Linked DNA regions of Sus scrofa: region 2 is linked to region 1. Evidence: chromatin contacts called from public promoter capture Hi-C data. All regions are on one chromosome and are shown on one strand. Each heading gives the region's core, a stretch centred on a gene start, on an enhancer-like site or on the middle of the called end of the contact. The rest is flanking DNA. Distances are from core to core; before and after follow the strand shown.

Region 1 (6,233 bases), core at 1,711-4,210:
TTTCCAAGGCCCTTGTTCCAACTGACTGGCTTCTCTCTCCTCACCCTCTAGGCCTCTGTTCGTGAGTTCCACTGCCTCACCCATTTGGCCATCTCACTTTTCTTGAGCTGTTGTACAACACAAATGCTTTATGTCAATTACGGCCATCTCCTGTTTCCAGAACAATTTCTGCCTCCACAACTTCATGTTGTTACTTTGAAGACAGTTTATTTTCTCTCCACCTCAAAATATAGTCAAAAGTCTGTATTTTAAAGCTCCTTCATTACTTCTCAACAGCGCCAATGGATTTTTGAGGCATAACCATGTGGTAAGTCTTCTTGCTGACCCATGATGAACCCATTAACATAAACCTTTTGAGATTTGGGGGTTATTTGCTCTTGCAATATAATCCAGCCTATCCCCACTGTTATACTGAGTTCAGGGAAGTAATTTAGCTTTATCGTTTCACTTTCCTTATCGGTAGAGATTAAATCAGCACCTTAATCTGTAGAGATTAAAATACGGTTGCTCTTGAGGATTAAATGAGATAATACAGGTGAAAGTACTTGGGTACGATCAGGTTAGTAATAACAAATGAGCATAATGGGAAGTACTTGTTTGCTTTTTCAAACATTTAACCTCCAAATTACAAATGGTATAAGATTATTGTCAGCAATTTTAGCTGAAAGTTTGGGCATCTACAAATTAACACATCTTAAGATTACTACAGAGTTAGCCTAACTCATCCTAAGAAACAGCTCTATTTTGTTTCTGTTCATATCATGAATTTTGGGATACCATGAAAAACATGTTTCATATACAAGCATTCTAAAACCCTTAAAGCTTATTAAAGAGATGCTATCCTTGTCTTTTCAAAAGTCTATTTATAATAGGGATCTACTGTTCTATAAGTGTTTAAATGTGGGCTCCAGATTAACATATTTCTCTGCTATTTATATTTAAAATTTCCCTCAGCCATACTACGTATGGGTTATCAGTGGCTGAAGACTACCCAGACCTGGTAAAGATGACAGCCATACCCCATCATTTATATAATAATTCATAATGTTAAAGGTGCTTTTACATACAGTCTCATTCGACTTTGTGTCTTCTGAGTTATGTAATATTTCCATTTCTGGTTGAGGAAAAAGGAGACTTGGAAGGTGGCCTGCCTAAAGTTACAAAAAACTGGGACTGGAACCTGTTTCTTTACTACACATTTCTTGCTTCTTTTACCACAGAACTCTGTAGTAATAAATTACTGGAGTAACAACATGTGTGCTCTACTGCTTTATGTATCATAACCCTACAAGCCTATGTAGCACAAATGTTATATGAAAAGGCAAAATTATCATTATTACATTTTTTTCAAGAATATTAAGTTTTGGGTCAGTGACAATGTGATCATTTCGGGGACCTTTTTTGCTAGCTAGCTTTTTCAGGCTTGCAAACTTGGTAAGCCCAAGATAAATTTAGGCAATAAAACCCTTTAATGCAACAGTACCTTGACGTACAAAAATACTTAATAGCCAACATCTGAGCCAAGAGTTTCACATTCCCACTTTAAAGAAAAACTTTATCAAATAAATTTTGTTTCGACTAAACTTAGTAACACTGAGAAAAAGGGTCTAAACTCCAGAAATTAAAAAACCTGCAAGTGTACTGGCGAAAATGCTAAATGAAAAATTTTTTTAAAAATGTAATTAAGGTCTCCTAAAGTGCTACACCTAGGATCATACACCAAAAGGTTTTAAGAAAACATTTCAAACAAGCCAGTTGCTGTCCAATCTAAGAACAATTTAGCTGATTAACTAAAGTGCCCAAACTCATGTAAACGGTATCTGGTTTGCCTTTTAGAAATTGCACCTCCCTATTTATAATATAGTCTGCTTCTTCAAAATGACAGTATGGCAAACTTAGCTTTTAGAAATAATGCAATTTTTCTTTTTTTTTTTTTTTTTTTGGTCTTTTTGTTGTTGTTGCTATTTCTTGGGCCGCTCCCGCGGCATATGGAGGTTCCCAGGCTAGGGGTCGAACCGGAGCTGTAGCCACCGGCCTACGCCAGAGACACAGCAACGCGGGATCCGAGCCGCGTCTGCAACCTACACCACAGCGCACGGCAACGCCAGATCGTTAACCCACTGAGCAAGGGCAGGGACCGAACCCGCAACCTCATGGTTCCTAGTCGGATTCGTTAACCACTGCGCCACGACGGGAACTCCTTTTTTTTTTTTTTTTTTTTTTTTTTGGTCTTTTTGTCTGTTGTTGCTATTTCTTGTGCAATTTTTCTTAAGAACTTGATACACGTTTGCAAAAAAAAAAAAAAAATCAGAGCCCACTCTTTTTCGCTTCATCGAAATCCAAAATGTCTAAATCGGAACCTTCTAATCTGGCTCATTGTAGACTAGGCGTTTCCACTACGATGGATCTTATTTCTAGTTTCCAGTTTAGGTATTAGCAGTGACCGCGAGGGAAAGTCACTTTTCTGAATGTTTCCCATAAAACCAGAAAATGGGTGGGGCGCCCGAGTTTCCACCCGAATAACGTCTATGAGGTACTATCCAAAGCGTCTTCCTGTGGACGATACAGACACACCGGGTTCTACTTCCCCCATACTGCACGGCCGAGCCCAGGCCTCCTTCCTCTTCCTTTCAATCTCAATTCGGGCGCTTTAGGATGAGCAACTAGAATTCTTTAAACGAAATCCAGCGCCCCTTTGTCTGCAAACTTGGCTAGGAATGGGTTCCGAGCCTCAGCGGGTTGAGAGGGCAGAGGCGGCTTTCCATCTTCGCCAGTCCACGCAGCCACCCCGGCCCGCGTCCGACGCCTGCCGGGGCGCTCCGGTACCGCGGGGCGCGCGCCCGGCCGCTACGGCCCCGGGAAGGGGCGGGACCCCAAGGCGCGTGCCGGGACCACGGAAAGCGGAAGCAGCTGGCGGGGAGGACGGGCGGTTCCCGCCGGCGCGGGTGGGGGAAGGGCTGCAGCCACACCCGGAAGTCGGGCTGGAGGGGGGGAAAACGTGTGGGGGCGAGACTTCCGGTAGCGCAAAGGGTATCGGGAGAGACTTCCAGCAAACCTTCTTCTGTGGCCTCTGGAGGGACCACCGTTACCGCGTCTTCGGCTTCCACGGTCTGCGTTCGGGCTGAACGGCCACAGCGGCCGCCCCTGCCGCTCGCCTGTGCCGGCTCTGTCCGTCTTCGTTCCCCGGCGGCCGCCCGGGTTCCAGCAGCGGCCGCGGCCGACATGTTGTGAGGCGGCGGCGCCGGTGTCTGAAGGATGGTTTGGCCGAGGCAGCGGCAGCGGCTGCTGGCGGCGGCAGCGGGGGCTCCGGCTCTGTAGAGCCCGGCCCGCTGGGTGTCCGCCCGGTACCGCGGCCAGGCCAGTGCCCCTGGACCTTGCCTCTGCTCCGGCGCCGTTGGGGACCGGTTAGGCGACAGCGCACGCCCCTCTGAGGAGGCACGAAGGTGGTTCTCCGGGCTTAGATTTCCGCACCACCTTGCTTTCCCTCGCTGACCTGGGCGGTGCTGTCCCCAGGATCCTCAGCCCCCAACTTTGTTCCCAGCCTCGCCCTGAATCTCACGCACGCGGGTGTTTCTTGCCCTCTTGACCCCCCCTTTATCTCCTGCACCCTATTCTCAGAGCGCCGCCGGGCTCACTCTCCGAGGCGCCCTTTTGAAAGAAGCTTCGTGGAGTGTGGACCAGAGCTGGGGAGTTTTTTACAAGTCGGGGCACGAGAGGTAGGAAGGTACGATGGCCTCCTCATCTGGCAACGACGATGATCTCACTATACCCAGAGCTGCTATTAATAAGATGATCAAAGAGACTCTGCCCAATGTCCGGGTGGCCAACGATGCCCGGGAGCTGGTGGTGAACTGCTGCACTGAATTCATTCACCTTGTATCTTCTGAAGCCAATGAGATTTGCAACAAATCGGAAAAGAAGACCATCTCGCCAGAGCACGTCATACAAGGTAAGTGGTCTCTGTGGGCTTTTGCTGCCGAAGAGGGGCCGGCCGGGGACGGCGTGCTCGTGGGCGACGCCGTCATGTCCCAGCCCTCAGGCTGGTCCTGGTGGCTTAGTGCTGGTCGCTGACAAGGCCCCGCGGGCGTGGGGGCAGCCGGCGCCTTCACATCCCCGTGGCGGGTTCTCGCCCTTTTCAAGCAGCGGATGGTGGAAGAGCTGCCCAGCGGCGGGGCCAGCTGGCGTGCCCCCGGCTCGAGCGGGAGGGGTGCTCTCAGTTTACAGCCGGGCCAGCCGAAGCGGCAGGAGTTTTGCCTGCCTGCGGTGGAACCCGGACGTGAGGAGCGAGAAGGAGCCTGCGGAAGGGGGACCGAGGGCGTGACAACGGAGAGGAACCCAGAAGCTGTCCCGCGGAGGCTCTGAATGCAGACGGGACCTTCATCCCCACCCGAGCCCTGCCCCAGGGTGGAGGGAAAGACGCGTGTTGAGAACGCGGGGAGAGTGGGAGGAACGTGGATGTTGAGCGCTGCGCGGTGGATTAGGGTTGGATGGAGAGAGTGTCTGTGTTCTCTGCTTTGAAAATGGTCCTGCCGGCCAGCAACAAGTTGCCAGAGCTCTCAAGTTCTATTCTGTAAGAAAAGGCACCCTTTCCTCTCCCTCCTCTCCTTTCCTTCTCTTTCCTTCCTTCCTTCCCTCCCTCCTTCCTTCCTTTTTCTTCTGCAACTTGCTTTGCTTTGTGGCGGTAGCTTTTCCAAGCTTGGATGGAAAGATTGTGAGGTTTTTTTTCGCGGGACATTCCGCTGCCCTTTCCTGCCGTCCTCCCCACTTGGATGTACACACGCAACCTTTTCTTGAGCAGCGCTTCTGGAAGTGTAACAGTTTCTTCTTTCTTCTCTTGGAAAGGATTTAGTTCAGTAATAGAGTTGGGGAACTGTATTCTGATGGTTCGTTTCAAAAATGAAGAGACATTCACTAATTATGTTTTAGGAATTACTTTCTGTGACTTGTACATGTATTCTTATGAAAAGACTGCATTCAATTTGAAGTGAGACTTTACCTTTTATAATAGTCTAATTAAAATTTTTAACAATTTCTTGATTGCTTTTGAAGTAAAAAATCACGGTTAATTTTGGTAGGCAGGTGGTTGTCTACCATTTTATTTTTATAATTCAACTTTTTGAATTATATACAGTTTTATATAAAACTCAACTTTTATATAAAATTCAACTTTTTTTATAATTCGATTTTTTAAAAGGTGACTTTCTTGTTATTCTGAAGTAGAGGACACATCTCATACTTAACCATATGTAGTATTTCACTGTCAATATTGACAAAAGGATTAAATGAGTCACTTTTGATCCTTAATGATGTGTGGAAAGTAGGTTTAAAACATACTCTGCCGTTTCCATTTCAGTACTTCCTTATGGAGGAAGGAAATCCCTAGGGAAAAGTTTATTTGATTTTAAAGCTAGAATATTCTTCTACTTGTTTGGTGTACTCTGGCAAGTAAAATGAAAGCAAAAGTTGTCTGTTTTTCCTCTTGTGTTTTATTTTTACATTGTATGTGCAATTGTTGGCACAAGTCTTTCACAAGATTATTCAACACAGATAGCTATAATTTCGTTTTACAGCTTATAAAAGAGAAAAAGGATCTTTGATCAACATTGCCTTTCCAATGAAAATTGCAAAAGATTTCAGAAGGATCTGCCTAAACACTTGTTTACACCACAGACGTGGTGATCATTCCAAAAATCTAATAACACATCACGATCTGTCTTCTTGGGTAGAGTTTATTCTTTTCTAGGATATATTTAGATATCTGATTGACATGATGGAAGAAAAGTGCAGCTGTAGCTAGCAGTATGCTAAATAGCTCAACTCTGGAATATGCTAAATTCAGTTTAATGTATGAGTCAGAGAAAGTTCCAGTGAAAGCAATTTCCTTATGCACTAAAGATGATTTATTTTTTCAAAATCGTGTATTGACCTGTTACAGTCCTACAGATTTTTTTTTCCTCTTGTAACATTGCTGTTAAGTGGATAAGAATCTACGTTTTAACCCAGAATTTTCACCAGTTAGGGGAATATACTTTATACATTTATAATCTCTTTATTAATTTCATATTGCTTAATCATTTAAATAAATTTTTGTCCTGAGTGAGTAAAAGAAATCCTTAAGGTGTGTAATTTTTAAAAATTTTATTGGAGTATAGTTGACGTAACAATGTTGTGTTAATATCAAGTGTACAGCAGAGTGAATTAGTTATACATATATCCATTCCTTTTCAGATTCC
Region 2 (6,430 bases), core at 2,680-5,179, 530 kb before region 1:
AGGCTCCAACTTCGTGCTTATCTTTATGCACAGGTAGTCACTGTGTTAAAACAGACTGGATTTAGACAAGACGTGAGATGTGGTAGAAAGTAAAGTGAAATAGTAGAAGCTGCTCAAATTAGTCTTTGACGAAAAAGTGAATTTCAAACTTGTATTATCTAGTTTTTAAGGTGTAGTCTTGCTTTTTTTTTTTTTGTCTGTTTGCCTTTTCTTGGGCCGCTCCCTCGGCATATGGAGGTTCCCAGGCAAGGGGTCGAATTGGAGCTGTAGCCGATGGCCTACGCCACAGCCACAGCAACGCGGGATCCTTAACCCACTGAGCAAGGGCAGGGATCGTACCCGCAACCTCATGGCTCCCAGTTGGATTCGTTAACCACTGCGCCACAATGGGAACTCCTGCGTAGTCTTGCTTTTAAGAGTAGTATATGTGTTCAAAACCCAAACAGATCTAATTTTTAAAAAGATTAAAATTTTATACAAATCTTTTTCTAAACTGAATGACACTGCATGAAAAGTATTCAACGAATGTGTCATTCTAATATAAGGAATTAAAACAAGGAAACAAAAAAGCTTGCATGACTAAGAGTACGAAAACTCATGTTAATAAATCTAAAACTAATTTATTTTGTTTTGTTTTGTTTTGTTTTGTCTTTTTAGGGCCATACCCAAGGCACAGGGGTTGAATCAGCTGCAGCTGCCAGCCTGCACCACAGCCACAGCAATGCCAGATCCCTGACCCACTGAGGGAGGCCAGGGATCGAACCTGCATCCTCAAGGATCCTAGTTGGGTTCGTTACCACTGAGCCACAAAGAGAACTCCCTAAAACTAATTTCTATAGAGGTTATTTTCTTTTTTGGGACCCAAGCCACTGCAGTGACAATGCTGGATCCTTAACCCACTGTGACACAAGGGAGCTCCCTAGAGATGATTTTTCTGACACTGCAAGACATCTGAACAAATTTACAACATACTATTATTTTTGTTGTCCTTTACCCCATCTCTGAATTATTGCAAGAAGAGGAACAAAACCTAGGTGGGGGAGTTCCCGTCATGGCGCAGTGGTTAACGAATCCGACTAGCAACCATGAGGTTGCGGGTTCGGTCCCTGCCCTTGCTCAGTGGGTTAACGATCCGGCGTTGCCGTGAGCTGTGGTGTAGGTTGCAGACGCGGCTCGGATCCCACGTTGCTGTGGCTCTGGCGTAGGCCGGTGGCTACAGCTCCAATTAGACCCCTAGCCTGGGAACCTCCCATATGCGGCCCAAGAAATGGCAAAAAAAAAAAAAAAAAAAAAAAAGGTGGGTGTGGATGCTATTGTAACAGAGAGTGAAACCTGCAATGTGAATGACAGTGATTTAGATGATAATATCAAATATCTAGTAATCCTTTCTTTGAAACTATTGTATTCAACAATAATTTATCCTGTATGATACCATTATAGTGTTTGAGTGTGATATTTTAAAAAGTCACAGTTCAGGAGTTCCCACTGTGGCTCAGCGGGTTACAAACCTGACTAGTATTCATGAGGATGAGAGTTCAATCCCTGGCCTCACTCAACGGGTTCCCTAAGGATCTGTGGTGTAGGCTGCAGATGAGGTTCAAATCTGGCGTTGCTGTGGCTCTGGTGTAGGCTGGCAGCTGCAGCTCCGATTGGACCCCTAGCCTGGGAACCTCTATATACCGTGCGTGTGGACCTAAAAAAAAAAAAATGCTTTGTATTGATATCAAAAAAAGGAGATCCAACCATAAGATAGTGTTTTTTGTTTTTTTGTCTTTTCTAGGGCCGCTCCTATGGCATATAGAGATTCTCAGGCTAGGGGTCTAATCAGAGCTGTAGCCGCCGGTCTACACCACAGCCACAGCAACACAGGATCCAAGCCGTGTCTGCAACCTACACCACAGCTCACAGCAACATCGGATCCTTAACCCACTGAGCAAGGCCAGGGATCAAACCAGGGATCAGAGTTCCTAGTTGGATTTGTTAACCACTGAGCCATGACAGGAACTCCCATAAAATAGTTGACCTATTTGCAATCCTTCAGTGTATAACCATAAAGTCATGTAAAACAAAAACCAATTGCAAAGAAAAAATTTTGAGATAACTTAAGATGATTTATCATAATTACACTCCTATTCTTTCCTGCTAGATTAAATTCATACACACTCATAGTCCTGGAAGCAGGCTTAAATTATTGGAGGATGAGGGTACGGAGTTAAAATCCCTTCTAAGGATGGGAATAGTTTATTTTGGCTGCACCCACAGCATGCAGAAGTTCCCTGGCGAGGGAACAAACTTGTGCCACAACAGTGACACAAACCACAGCAGTGACAATGCCAAATCCTTAACCCACTGAGCCACAAGGGAACTCCTGGATGGGAATATTTTAAATTGCTGTGCTGGTAAGTAATTTGTCTTCTTTTCTTGGTGGAGTCAGTAAATTTCATTATTGGGAAAACAGAATTTGTTTTCTACTTTTCTGAGAATATTTGGCTTGAGGCCAAATATAAAATGCAGACTCCCAGTTCCCAAGCCCGCCAGTCTGATTTAGAAGAGCTGGTCGATTTCAAATATCTGCATTTTCCCCCCTTCCTTGCTTCCTTCCTTCCTCTCTTTTGATTTTTTTGCTTTTTTGGGGCCACATGTGTAGCATATGGAAGTTCCTAGCCTAGGAGCTGCAGCTGCCAGCCTACACCACAGTCGCAGCAACTCGGGATCTGAGTGGTGTCTGCAACCTACACCACAGCTCACCGCCACGCCGCATCCTTAACCCACTGAGTGAGGCCAGGGATCAACCTGCATCCTCATGGATACTAGTCACGTTCTTAACCTGCTGAGCTACAATGAGAACTCCTTTTTTTCTTTCTTCTTAGGGCCGTACCTGCAACAACTTGATGCCAACAGCAGCTTTTGGCAACTCGAGATCCTTAACCCACTGAGCAAGGCTAGGGATCAAACCCATACCCTCACTAGTAGGTTAAGAACAGTTCCTTTAACTCACTGAGCTACAACAGGAACTCCTCAAATATTTGTATTTTAACTAGTACCTAAATGATTCCCATGCAATAGCCGGAAGATCAACTTTGAAATACTGTTGGGTGAGGGAACACTGTCTCTTGCTTTTTGTTTGGAGGGTTGGTTTGTTCTCTTCAGTCTCTGCGTGGTATTCCTATTCCGGCAAAAGACTCATTATCCAGTTGTAATTAGTTTTAAGAGAGTGAAGAAAAAGACTTGGAAAAACGCTATGTCGGCTAGAAGAGAGTGACGGAGGGAAGGAGAAGGATGAGGCGGTCAGGGATCAGGGAAGATGATGGAGGGGGCGGCGGCAGGCAGAGAGGTTTTCGTTTTTACCATTTATCAAACCCCGAGCACCTACTGCCAGCACTGTGCCAGGTGCTGGAGATTCAAAGGTGACCTTGACAGCAGCACCCACCTTCAGGGAGTCTAGAGCAGCCTGAGGCAGGTGCGAGGGTGCGGTGGGAAGGCCAAAGAGGGGCCCCAACCCAGTGTTGGAGCCGTAAGGCGAGGCTTCGTGGGGCGCACCTGTACGCTCTGGACCCCGAGGAGACTTCGGGGCGGGGGGGCGGCAAAAGGAGCAAATTCATTCTATTTAATTTTTAAACTTGTCTTTCTTGCTTACCAAAGTAATGCGTGTTTGGTGTGAAACTTCTCGGCATAGGAAAGTGTAAGCCTCCCTGCTGCTGCTCACCGCCCCTGCCGGTCTGGAGCTTTCGGACCCGGGACTTTGAGGACTGGTTCCCGGAAGGCGAAGGCCCGCATCGGTCCTCCCCCCAGCAGGGGGCGGCATGCTGCACGCCAGGCGGCCGGCGCATCTCTCTTCCACACGTAGCTTGCGTGATCGCTGGCGCTACATACTGCGCCTGCGCGCGCGTCGCGGCCCTTTTTCCCCCCCGGGAGCGGTGCTGGGCCTGCTGCTCTGTGGCAAGCCGCCGATTGGGAGCTCTGTTCTGCAGGATGGTGAGTGGATATCCCGATCTCGGGGCTACGGAGGCACGGGGGTTCCTGCTTCTTGTCCCAAGGCCCGTCTAGGGTCCGTCTAGCGTGGCGCACGGATCGGATGGCATTAGATTGCCGGCTCTGCCGTGATCCGGCTGCGGCTCCCAGCGTGGCCTTAATGGCTGCCACGGCGCGTAATCGTGCGGGGGAGGGGTGCCAGGAGAGGGGAACCGGGGCACTGGATTGCGGGTGAGGGGTGAGTTTAGTAGACAAGCCGCAGGATTAGTGCCAGTTGTGCCGCGGGTCACTGGCTGGCGGCCGAGCCGGGCGGGTTGCATGGACAGTCGTTCTCAGACGAGCTAGGGGAGGCCTGAGTGGAGACCGGCTGCGGCTCCTCGGACCCAGCGCCCCCATGACCGCTTGATGGGTTTTCTGGGAGACCGTCGGACCCCGCAGGTCGTTCAGAAGGCCTGTGTTGTCGGCCCGAAGTGGCTTTTAACCCAGATCCGTCAGTAGAGCTGGCAGGCTGTGGCGTCTCTGGGCCCCGAAAGGAAGCTCGTTGCGTTTGGTACGTGCCTCCTGCCTTTCTGTAGGTTGTCGGTGGCACCAGTTTTTAATGAGTTTCCGGGCGTGGTGTGGCTTTAGAAGGTGAGGGACAGTGTTTTAATCGGCAGAGTGATTGCTGAGTAAGTTCTTGGTCAGTTGCGTTTTGTGACAGGTAACTTAGGCTTTTGAAAAATGTTCGTATAAAGGGGGAAATAGGTTAGATTCTTGAAATGGAACAGTATTAAGAACAGACATTTGGCAAGATTGCTGTCTTGAGCAGTATTTTGCAAAAGTTAAGAAATTGGCCTACGTTTGTGTTTGTTGTTTCCTTCCATTTCCCCCCACTGGCTCATTTTTATTGCTTTATAAAGCTATAAATTTTGAGCCATGGAAAGTAGAGGAAAGTGATTCTCGAGCTTTGATTTGATAAAGGCTGGACTCTACAAAAAGTGGTGGTTGTCAGAATTCACTGCAAGTTTCAATTTTGAAGTGTTACTTTGTTACAGCTCAAATGTCAAAAGTATAAACTAAAACAATCAAAGTGTTAATAACATTTCTTTTTTCTTAAAGGGGTTTGTAAAAGTCGTCAAGAATAAGGCTTACTTCAAGAGGTACCAGGTGAAATTTAGAAGACGACGAGGTATGGTCAGTTTTTTGTGTTCACACGTTGAAACGATTTCTGCTTCTCTGGCAGTGGAGTAGACTTTCTTAAATTGTTTTTTTCTTTCAGAGGGTAAAACTGACTACTATGCCCGGAAACGATTGGTCATCCAAGATAAAAATAAGTATAACACACCAAAATACAGGATGATAGTTCGTGTAACCAACAGAGATATAATTTGTCAGGTAAGTTGTATTCTAGACTGAGTGACGGATGGTACCCCTGTCCCACCCTCACTGTGCTAAACAAATGGTCCTTGGGAAGCAAAACATGTGTATGGATTAGGTCCAGCTCCTCTGGAGCCCGGCATTCCAGGGAATAGTAGAGTGAGTAGTAGGTCTGAAGTTGGGGCCTGGGAAATGGGTCCTTCCTAACAATACTCTGATGATCAGCTGTTTGGCAGTTTTGATCCAGGTTCTTCCTGTTCATTTTCTAATTGGGAAAGGAAATTTATGGTACTGTGCTGTTTTCCTGAGGCCGGGAGGATAAATCTGAGGCCAAGTAGAAGGGTTTGCTCATTGCAGTTCAGCAGGATAATAGAACTTGTCATGGGTCCCCATCCCCACAGCTTTGAAGAGGGAGGCGGTTCAGAACATTCAATTAGACTCTTAAGATTATTCTTCCTGCTTATTGTTGGAAATAGGTTTCAATAAATACATATGAAAGTGTCTCCCATGTAGAAAACTTTCAGAAAGTGGCTCTTTGCTCCTTAGAAGGTAGTTTTCTGGGCTGTTATGGAAAACTCTTCATAGTTGAAATTTGCAGGGGACAGGCACACTCCTTGGTTTTCTGGGTTGCGAAGGCAGTCTCCTTCCCCAAGCTCAGGTGACTAAACATTAGGTATCTGAAGCGTCCTTGGACTTAGATATGCTTAGTTCAAAAGATGTTTAAAATAATCGGGGATTCTTTAGTGCCTCCTTAATTCACCAGCTAAACCAGCTCAGAGTCTTTTCAGTATTTAGAAGTAAGGAACTACATACAGTATAACTTCTTCCGAGGGCATTTTAATCTTTGATGTCTGTGGTAATTTGAAACTTAGATGCTGTGATGATAGAGGTATTTACAGACTCATAAAGCTACCTATTGTAGTTGACCAAGTAAGTCCTTTGAAAAAGAAGGCACTTAGGACAAGTACTCAAAACAGTGAAAATAGATCACTGACCTGGTTTTTCTGTTATTTGTAGATTGCTTATGCCCGTATAGAAGGAGATATGATAGTTTGTGCAGCTTATGCTCACGAACTCCCAAAGTATGGCGTGAAGGTCGGCC

Evidence for each region. Promoter capture Hi-C pulls out the DNA fragments that hold promoters and counts their contacts.
Region 2: a contact with region 1 is called in a promoter capture Hi-C map of liver, with 2.5 times the contacts expected there. The contact joins the promoter of RPL5 here to the promoter of DR1 in region 1. A contact is called at or near these places in 1 of 5 promoter capture datasets (liver) and 1 of 2 datasets of contacts at active chromatin or transcription factors (alveolar macrophages).

The regions. Positions count from the first base shown.
Region 1 is chr4:123,832,602-123,838,834 of Sscrofa11.1, reverse strand. DR1 (protein Dr1) reads left to right here and starts at 2,960. Exons shown (of 3, transcript XM_001928479.5): 1 at 2,960-3,949. The coding sequence starts at 3,730. CCDC18 (coiled-coil domain-containing protein 18) reads left to right here. Exons shown (of 32, transcript XM_021090190.1): 32 at 52-1,254.
Region 2 is chr4:124,365,111-124,371,540 of Sscrofa11.1, reverse strand. It overlaps RPL5 (ribosomal protein L5), which reads left to right and starts at 3,929. Exons shown (of 8, transcript NM_001114284.2): 1 at 3,929-3,975; 2 at 5,071-5,140; 3 at 5,231-5,346; 4 at 6,346-6,430. The coding sequence starts at 3,973. It overlaps EVI5 (ecotropic viral integration site 5 protein homolog), which reads right to left and starts at 3,763. Exons shown (of 18, transcript XM_021090214.1): 1 at 3,638-3,763.